Regions from separate parts of the Sus scrofa genome. Here region 1 is linked to region 2. Evidence: chromatin contacts called from public promoter capture Hi-C data. All regions are on one chromosome and are shown on one strand. Each heading gives the region's core, a stretch centred on a gene start, on an enhancer-like site or on the middle of the called end of the contact. The rest is flanking DNA. Distances are from core to core; before and after follow the strand shown.

Region 1 (4,381 bases), core at 1,505-4,004, 1.2 Mb after region 2:
ATCTATACAGATTCTTTCTCTTTCTTTCTTCTATTCTTTTTTGGCTTTTTAGGGCCACACCCATGGCATATGGAGGTTCCCAGGCTAGGTTGAATCAGAGCTACAACTGCCAGCCTACACCTTAGTCACAGCAATGCGGGATCTGGTATTGGTCTCAGATGTGGCTAGGATCCCATGTTGCTGTGGCTGTGGTGTGACTCAGTAAGGGATAGTCTCATGGAACTGATTATTCTAAAAACACCAGCAGGGTGGAATTTCTTACCTGTTATCATATGATTCTTGCTCTTTAAGATACTGCTGCATTAATTCTTCTTGTTTCTTCTTATCATATGATATTTTCTGTTCTGCCATCCATACCTAAATTAGTAAAGTAAAAAACTTAAATAGGAAGTTTGTTCTCTTTTATAATAAAATATAAAATGCTATTGTATATAGTTTATAAAATAATCTACTTTGGTCATAATATCATCATCACAAAATAACAGCTGAAAAATCTGATTTGTGACTTGATAGAAATATTTAAATATGATCATTAAAAATAACTAAACTTTCAGGCAAGAATGTCAAACTTGAGAACCGCTCTGAGCACTTGGAATACAATAGCTTCCTGCACTCAGTCCTGTGTTGTTTCAGAGAAGGGACTGGCCATCTCTCTACATGGAATATGTCTAGTTCAGTAAGGTTAAACAATGCCCACAGGTGCCAGTGGCTATCACTGACATCCCAAGAGAAGAGAAATGGAAGACAAGGAGGAGAAAGAAAGGAAAGGCAGATGTAGAAAAAAGGGAGGCGACAAGTGGGAAAACAAAGAGATAAGACAGATGTATCTGATGTCCTGCAGCTAGCTGCTCAAGGGCACCACCACCCACCACAGGTTGAATGCGTCCCTATGTAAAATTCTGAGTCATAAAAATGGTGAAGGTAGAAAGCCCACAGCCCATGCAAGGATATTTAATCATGTTATTTGCAGGTTTAAAAGGTATCAATGCCTTTCTACCTCCTTTAAAGTAAAGGACAAAGTGTCTGATAACCATTCAACATAAATATCAAGTCAAAACTTTCTCTATAAACATGCTAAGTTTTTGGTTTTTTGGTGTATCGTTTTGCCATGCCCATGGCATGTGGAAGTTCCTGGGCCAGGGACACCACAGCAATGAACCCAACTGCTGCAGTGACAATTAGCTGACTAGATAAAGGGTGATAGGAAATGATGAATCTTGAATTTCTGGCTTGTGTTACTAACTCTGTTTCATACTGATATGAGAAATGGAAGTATAACAAGAACAGCATATTTAGGATAAAAGTTCCATTTCAAGTATGTTGAGTTTGAGATGCCAGTAGAATATCAAGATAAAACTGTCTAGTATATAGTTGTCTTCAGGTGCCTCCAGCTAGGGGGAAAGATGTTGCACTGCAGCCTTGAAAGGCAGGAATAAAGAAAAGGTTTATTCATGAAATTGGCTGTGATTGCTTGGGAAAGCATATGGAGTAAGCAAGACATGGGCCAAGGATGAAACTCTAGCTACCACCTATATTTTATGAGCAGGCTAAGAATAAGGACGTGTGCAGCAGCAATTAACATTTTACTGAGTACTCCCTCTAGGTGATGGGCAGAGTGGTACTTGTTTCAAAGCCTTTGCCTACACCATCTTATTTAGTCCTCATCATAATTTCTAAAGTCATGGCAACTGATACTGATTCTTCTTCTTTGTTTCCATTTTGACTACACCAGAGGCAGGCAGAAGTTCCTGAGCCAGGGACTGAATCTGTGTCACAGCAGTGACAACGCTGAATCCTTAACCTGCTGAGCCACAAGGGAACTTGGTATTGATCATTCTTAATTTATAGATTAGGAGATGAAGAATCAGGATGTTAAATATTTTGCGCAAGGTCTTGGGGCTAAAAGCAACTGTACTGGAATAACAGAATCTAGGGCTAGTTTCAATGTTCACTCTTTCTACTTCACAATTCTGCTTTCCCCTGCCATAATATTCAGCACTTTTTTGTACTGGACTTAGTAGACCTGCAAGTGGTTATTTAAAAAACCAAAGTTCAATGAGGTCATCAGACAGACACTGCATTATTGGATGAGATAAAGAGGATAAAAATCTATCTTAAATAAAGTACAGGATAGCAAAGCTCAGAAACCGTGATCTCTGGGATCCGAAAAGAAAAAAAAATCAGAGTCTGCTGAGGGAATTGATGGGGAATCCTAACATCAGTCTTCGTATCTTAAGGATTTACATTCTAACTGACAGAAGCGAAAGACCTGACAGAGCCACTAGTCTCTTGGCTGATGAAGAATAAATGTTGAGGGCAGCTTTGTCAGTGAGTTTCTCAGCGGAGAAGGGATGAGAAATGCCAAGACTTTAGACAAGGAGAAGAGGGATCCCACAGATACTTCCACTCTCACCTCCAGAAGCTCCTGGGAACGAAGGCGCCAAAGGCCTGTTCCCCGTACTCACTTTTTTGATGTTGGATTTGGAGGCAGGATGAAAGTCCTTCTTGCACATGAAATTGGCGAAGGATTTCCCCATTTTGGAGCCTGAGCTGGGAAAGGCAGCAGCTAGATCTTTGAGCAATGTAAACAAACTCTGCGCCTAGCCGGAACTGCGCTTCCCGTAGCAGCGTGAACTTCCGGGGTCAAAGGGGGCAGCTTCCGGCAGCTGGCTCGTCGGCCTGCCTCTCGTCGCCTCTCCTTCCTTTCACGTTGGGTAGCTCCGAGACTGGTGAGGGGCGTCCACGGGGGAGGGGCTAGCATAGTCAACACTAGGAAGTAGGAAGTTGGGAACTGCAGGACAGACTGAGGGGCTTCTTGGAGAGGCTCCGGGGAGGGGCCTGGCCGCAGCTGCGCGGCTTGCAATTTGAGCGCCTCGGGCTGGGCGGCGGAGTGGGCGCTGGGTGGCGGCTCTTCTGCTGGAGGCGCTTGAAGTCAGAGATCTTTGTGAACTGACTCGAGTTACGCAAAACTTTTCTGCACCAATTTTTCTCATCTGTGTTACTAAAGTAGTAATTATTGCTCTAACCGTAGTACGTTTGTGAGGATCAAGCGATGTGATGTTTCTGAAGGCGCTTGGTGAACTAAAAAGCATATAAAATAGAATACCAACTCCACAAGGCGAGAACTCTATTTGGTTACTAGTTGTGCGGCGCCTGAGGCAGAAAGTTGTTAACTGATGGGATTCCCGCGGTGGCGCAATGGGATCGGCAGCATCTTTGGAGCGCCTCAACCGGCACAGTGGGTTAAGGATCCAGTGCTGCAGCGTTGCAGCTGTGGCTCGGATTTGATCTTCGCCGGGAAATTCTATATGCTGCGGGGTGGCTAAAAAAGGAGAAAAAAAAAAATGGGGGAAAAAGTGATGAATACGCCCTAGGAGTTAGTAAAGGCTCTCAGGGCATTCCCTCTTAAATGGGGTAGGTGTTTTCCTAACTAGGTTGCATGTTTCCTTAGGTTTCCTCACGACCCCTCTTAGCTCAGATCACCTAGTGCAGCTTGGTGGCCCTTGAGACTAGGGTTTTGAGTGGACCTAGCTGCTACTGCTGTAGGGGATCCGCCAACTAAGGCCTCTCCTGGGATGGGGGTAGGTAATGTCAAGAATAAGCAAAAAAAAAAAAAAAGCTTTTTGTGAGATATTTACTCTTCCGACAAATAATAGTAACAGCTTTCATTTACCATCTAATATGTTCTATGCGTTGTGCAAAATGTTTTAGATATTGTCTTATTAAATTCTCATAACAGCCCCCTGAGCTATTTACCTATGAGACAGGAGGCTTAGATAGAAATTAAATAGCCTGCCAAAGTTAGGTATGGTGGAACTAACATTGGAACACAAAAAGGTGCAGATCTAGGACATAAAGGTTGAAATTTACAGAAAAGAACAGAAGCAGTGGTGACCTCTCTTTTTCCATCACTCTTATGAATTTCAGGGTGAAATTGTTTCTTATTTGAGTCATTTTGTTTTCTTCTGAATGAAACATTTATTTCACGTAATTTTTGTTTTTAAATTGCTAGTGTCTGTTAGTGTAAAGTCATTTTAAGGTTTGGATATTGTAAAAACAAAGGAATGAAGGAAACTCAAACAATGTGCCATTCTAGAAGCAAACAATTTCTACTAAATTTGAAGATTGAAGATATTCCAAATGATGACACTATCCTGATATTAAATTATCAATCAGGGTTTATAATTTATGAATGTGAACATCTTCCTGGAAATAACGATTTGGAATTTTATTGACTTGTTTTTCTGTCTGTCTGATTCAGTGAGTCTGTTTCAAAATTTCAGCCTTATCGGTATTGTAATCTGTGTGTATTCTCCAGTTCAAAAGAGACCCTATCTTCCTTCCTTTGAGGAAATACTAGGTATATAATACTGGGACTTTT
Region 2 (4,343 bases), core at 387-2,886:
AGCGTAGCTAAAAATATTAAGGCATGTGGTCCACATTTAAAGCAGTATTATTCATAGTTTTAAAGCCAGAACCTTTAGCTAACATTTAATTGGGTCTTCTTATTTTGCAGAGGAGGAGACAGGGCTTGTCTAGCAAAGTACCCCAGCTGATAAGTGGCAGGCCTAAAACCAAAAGCCAGGCTCTCTCTTCCCATTCTTGTGTCCTTCTCATCACCATCCAGTGCCTTTGAAGGTGAGGTAAAATGACAGGCGTCACCATATACCTGGGTGCTAAAGAGCTAAAGAGCTTAGTTTTCCTCTTAATGGTTAGATGATTTGGGGAATTCTCTGATTACCTGCATCAGGAAATTTTTTTAGCATGACAATTTTTGTCAATCCTAATTTATCAGTTCCCCAAAAAGAATGCTAAATTCCTAGTCCTTATCAAAGGGAAAATTCAAATATTAATCTGAATCACAGACTAGAAAATGTTTTTTTTTAAACCTCTATTCACTCATCTCCCCACTTCCATATCTTCAACTAGATGAACGATTTACAAATTTTATATTTCCCTCCTGAGCTCTTTTCAGAATCAGTTTCCTATTTCAACTGCTGCATCTCTATCGGTTTTTCCTCCCATGACCTCAAACTCAACAGGAAGCCAGTTCCTACTCCACCGATCTCTATTTCTGTCAGTGACACCATCATTCTTCCAGTCACTCAGGTCTGAAAATCTTGGCATCATCTCTGACTTTCTTCTTCTCTTCCACATCTAGTGGCTCACCAATTTCCGTGGCCTCTTCCTGAAGCATGTCTCTCAAGTCCCTTTCCTCTTTCCTAATTCTATTTTGTGCACGCCAATTCAAGCCCTCACAATCCCACGACCAAGTAGTGACAATATGATGCTTCCTAGTTTTGTCTTAGCAACCCATCCTACAGCCATCTTGGACTGAATTCTGCCTCTGGAAATCACCATTAAAACAAAAATCACAAAAGCCTATTTTACCCCTTTGATCCCAACTTTGCACAGTTCTCCAATGTCCATAGATGGTAACATTCAAGCTCAAAGCCCTGGATCACGCTGGCCATACCTTTGCAAACTCTTCTTCTGTTTCCTCCACAGAACCAGAAATCCTCTACTCGACCATGACTTCTCCGCCCTCGTACTGATTTCCACTTTTGCTCATACCTGGAATGGAGTCTAGTCTCCTCATCTGAACTTGGCTTTGCTAAAGTCACCAACCAGGGCAGCAGACCATGACCCCTTCTCAAAATTCCGTGGTATCTTGATGGTTCTACTAAGGCGGCCTTCAGCCCTATCTCCTCCGAAATATCTGTACGTCGGTCCCCTTCCCAAGTAGATAATTAACTTCCGTTGGGCACGAAGCAGCCTCCCACCTTTTTGCATCCCAGCGCCCTTTTCACGGTAAATGTTTGTTGCTAAGGATGAGTGGAGGGAAGACATATGAGTGTTATGTCGTTAAAAAGATGTGAAGACATAAAGGGGTGCAGAGGCACAGCCCTCTCCCCGCTTCCCCACGATAGGGGTGCCATCTGAGGGCGGCAGCAAGGTGTCCTCAGGATGCAGCCGGGGAGCCCAAGCGCCCGCCCCCGCCCGGCTGGCTTTCGGGCGCCTCTGCTCTGCGGCCCGGCCGGTGGGTGTGCGGGGCACCGGCAGGAAGGCCCGGCCTTTCCTCGCTGGGAGGTAGGTGGTGCTGTTGCCGTGACTGTCTCCCTCATTGGCGCCGGGCGGAGAGGCGGAATGTTCAACTCCTGACTCGGGCGGAAGCGTGGAAGCCGCGCCGGCCGCCGTCCTCTCGACCCCGGTCGCCGCCCGTGCCCTGGCCGTGTGCGGGGCCTCGGCGCCCCCGGCTGCTGCTCGCGTCCGGCCCGGGAGCCAGGTAGGGGACCAGGCCGGAGGCTGTGGGGGAGCGGGTGCGGGGCAGGCCCGCCGCGATCGCGAATCGTCCCGGCGTCGCGGGCCCAGGCCTTGTCGGGATCGGGGCCCCCACCGGACACCCCTGCCCGACCTGGAGCCGGCGTCCCCTGCTCTCGCGGCGTTGCGCGGCTGGGAGCAGATCGGGAACTTTGCGCGGGTCCCACGCAGAAGTTGACGCCCGGAAGAGCAAGGCGCAGCGGGAGCGTCCGGGGCGGTCTCGGCCCCCGGAGCGCGGCGCGGGCGTGGGGCGCCCTTCGGACGCCGGGACGCTAGTCTCGCTGGGGGTGACCCGAGCGTCTCTCCGGAGGTGAGGCGAGCGTCTCCCAAATCAGAGCAGGGCGCAGGCCGCTTCCCAGCAGAGGTTCTTGCGTGCGAGGCGAGCCCACTAACTTCAGTTTTCCTGTGGGTCGGCCGGGAGCCCGCGTCCCTCCGAGAGCGGCCGCGCCGGCTCTGCTCGGGGCACCGTGGTCCTCGTGCCCTCCCTCACCTCAAGTGTCCCGTGTTCCTTCGGCGGGCGCGGGGGCGGCTCATTTGCCGACCCGATGGCGTTCCCCGGTTCCTGGGCTTGGAGACATGCACCAGGCCCGGAGGTGCAGGCTGAGGCGGCCGCCACGCCTCGCCGGCTCCTGACAGCTTGCAGGAAAACTTTAATCCAAAACTGGTCGGAAGGCATCGAATTGCCTACAAAATGGGGCAGTCGTTGTTAGATTGCTGAAAATGTATGTTTCTGATGCGCCTCCGGGTCTTGCATAAGCACTGTTTATGGGGAAACTTAATTACTATTTTTGTTGGTTTCTTTAATAATGAAAGCAGCACCATTTAGTGGTCTATTCCAATGATATTACAATACGCAGCTTCTCATGAATGGTAGTGTATTAGAATCAACTTACAGAACTAATTCGATGATTTTTGAGCTAAGGTGGTTGTTAAAGTATATTCATATTTTAACCCTAAAGCCGTTTTATGCTTTCCTGATGTCAGTTGAACAGCCAGAATTCAGTGGGACCAAACCTACAGACATTTAGACAGAAAGTAAACAAGTGATTCAAGACGTTAATGTCTTCTTTGTGATAGGCCCATCTCCACAATGAAATTTCATGTCGTTTTTTGTTTTTCAAAAAATATGGGATGGCTGCGTTTTAATTATAGTTTTAGTCATTTGTGGAGCCTTTGTTTTACGTTCCTGCTGCAATAGTGAGAGATTTGGGAGATTGTAAATGAATGTGAATTTAGTTTGGAAAGAGAGTGAAGATAAAGAAATATGGTCTTTTAGAGCAATATGCACTGTTTATTTTAATCTTTCACAATCGAGTTTTTATTATAACTTTTTGGAGATTATTTTGGGAATTTTTTTAACTGAAAAGTACTGTTTATATCAAAAGTTTATGTGACAGTAATTACAAAGTAAATGACCATAATTGCAAGAATTATTTTTTCCTGTCTAGGAAACCAAGTAGATGATTGATCTCTTTTTCTTTCTTTCTTTTTTTTTTTTTTTTCTTTTTTTTGGGGGGGGGAACACATAAGAACAAATTAAAAAAAGAGAGAGAGAGATCCAAATATTAAGCACTAAGGATTTGGATCTAAAAATGGATGGTCAAAGATCTTGGGAACTAAGGGACCTTCTTGCCAAATAAGGAAACTTGGCAGGCTGCACTGTGTATTTTAAGTTAGCACAAGAGTGAGTGTTATTGGCAATATATTGGCTGAGTGCCTATCTGGAAGGAGCAGTGAAACTGACTTTGATAAGGTGACAGAATTATAAACAGGAGTTAAGAGGGGCGTGTAGTGAATAATCTAGTCATCACAGAAAACACTGGAGAAATCGAAGTGATGTTTCATGAAAAGGTATCAGCCATGGAGTGAAACTGTTAGTGTGGAGTGAAAGAAAAATGGACAGTTAATTTTAGAAATTGGCAGATTCAGAGAAAAGAGAGAATCAATGATTTAAAAAAAAACAGAAAAAAGTGTTTGTGGTGATATAGTACTTCTTGGGATAAGATAGCCCTATGTCTGTATCCAGAGATGTGGGAAATAAAAATCAATTTGGATCATTTGTTTTCCATTTTATTCTACCCAGGACAGATTGACAGGGAGGATGTCTTGTCTATCTAAATGTAATAGGAATAGCAAAGACACCTTTTGGCTGTACTGCAGGGAAGATTTAGGCTCCTTCTTTGGTGGCTATTAACCTTGTCCCGCTTACACACAAATAAGCAGAGTTCCAGCTGTGACCAGAAAACTGTACCTGTTAAAGAAAGAGAGCTATGAATGCTAGAGCTTAGATTGGTTTGACTGATACACGGGTGCCTTTGTGTCAGACCCTCCTGCGGACAGCTGAAGCATCGATTATGCCCTAATAGCAGTTAAGTAATCCCAACACAGGAGAAGACTGTGAGAACAAAGCAGCCACTCATTTGACACC

What was found. Promoter capture Hi-C pulls out the DNA fragments that hold promoters and counts their contacts.
Region 1: a promoter capture Hi-C map of fetal skeletal muscle shows a contact between it and region 2, with 17 times the contacts expected there. The contact joins the promoter of SCRN3 here to the promoter of MAP3K20 in region 2. A contact is called at or near these places in 1 of 5 promoter capture datasets (fetal skeletal muscle) and 1 of 2 datasets of contacts at active chromatin or transcription factors (skeletal muscle).

What each region holds. Positions count from the first base shown.
Region 1 is chr15:80,373,099-80,377,479 of Sscrofa11.1, forward strand. SCRN3 (secernin-3) reads left to right here and starts at 2,755. Exons shown (of 8, transcript XM_021074976.1): 1 at 2,755-3,414. The coding sequence starts at 3,410. CIR1 (corepressor interacting with RBPJ, 1) reads right to left here and starts at 2,610. Exons shown (of 10, transcript NM_001243831.1): 1 at 2,466-2,610; 2 at 263-357. The coding sequence starts at 2,537.
Region 2 is chr15:79,172,877-79,177,219 of Sscrofa11.1, forward strand. It overlaps MAP3K20 (mitogen-activated protein kinase kinase kinase MLT), which reads left to right and starts at 1,637. Exons shown (of 20, transcript XM_013990583.2): 1 at 1,637-1,880.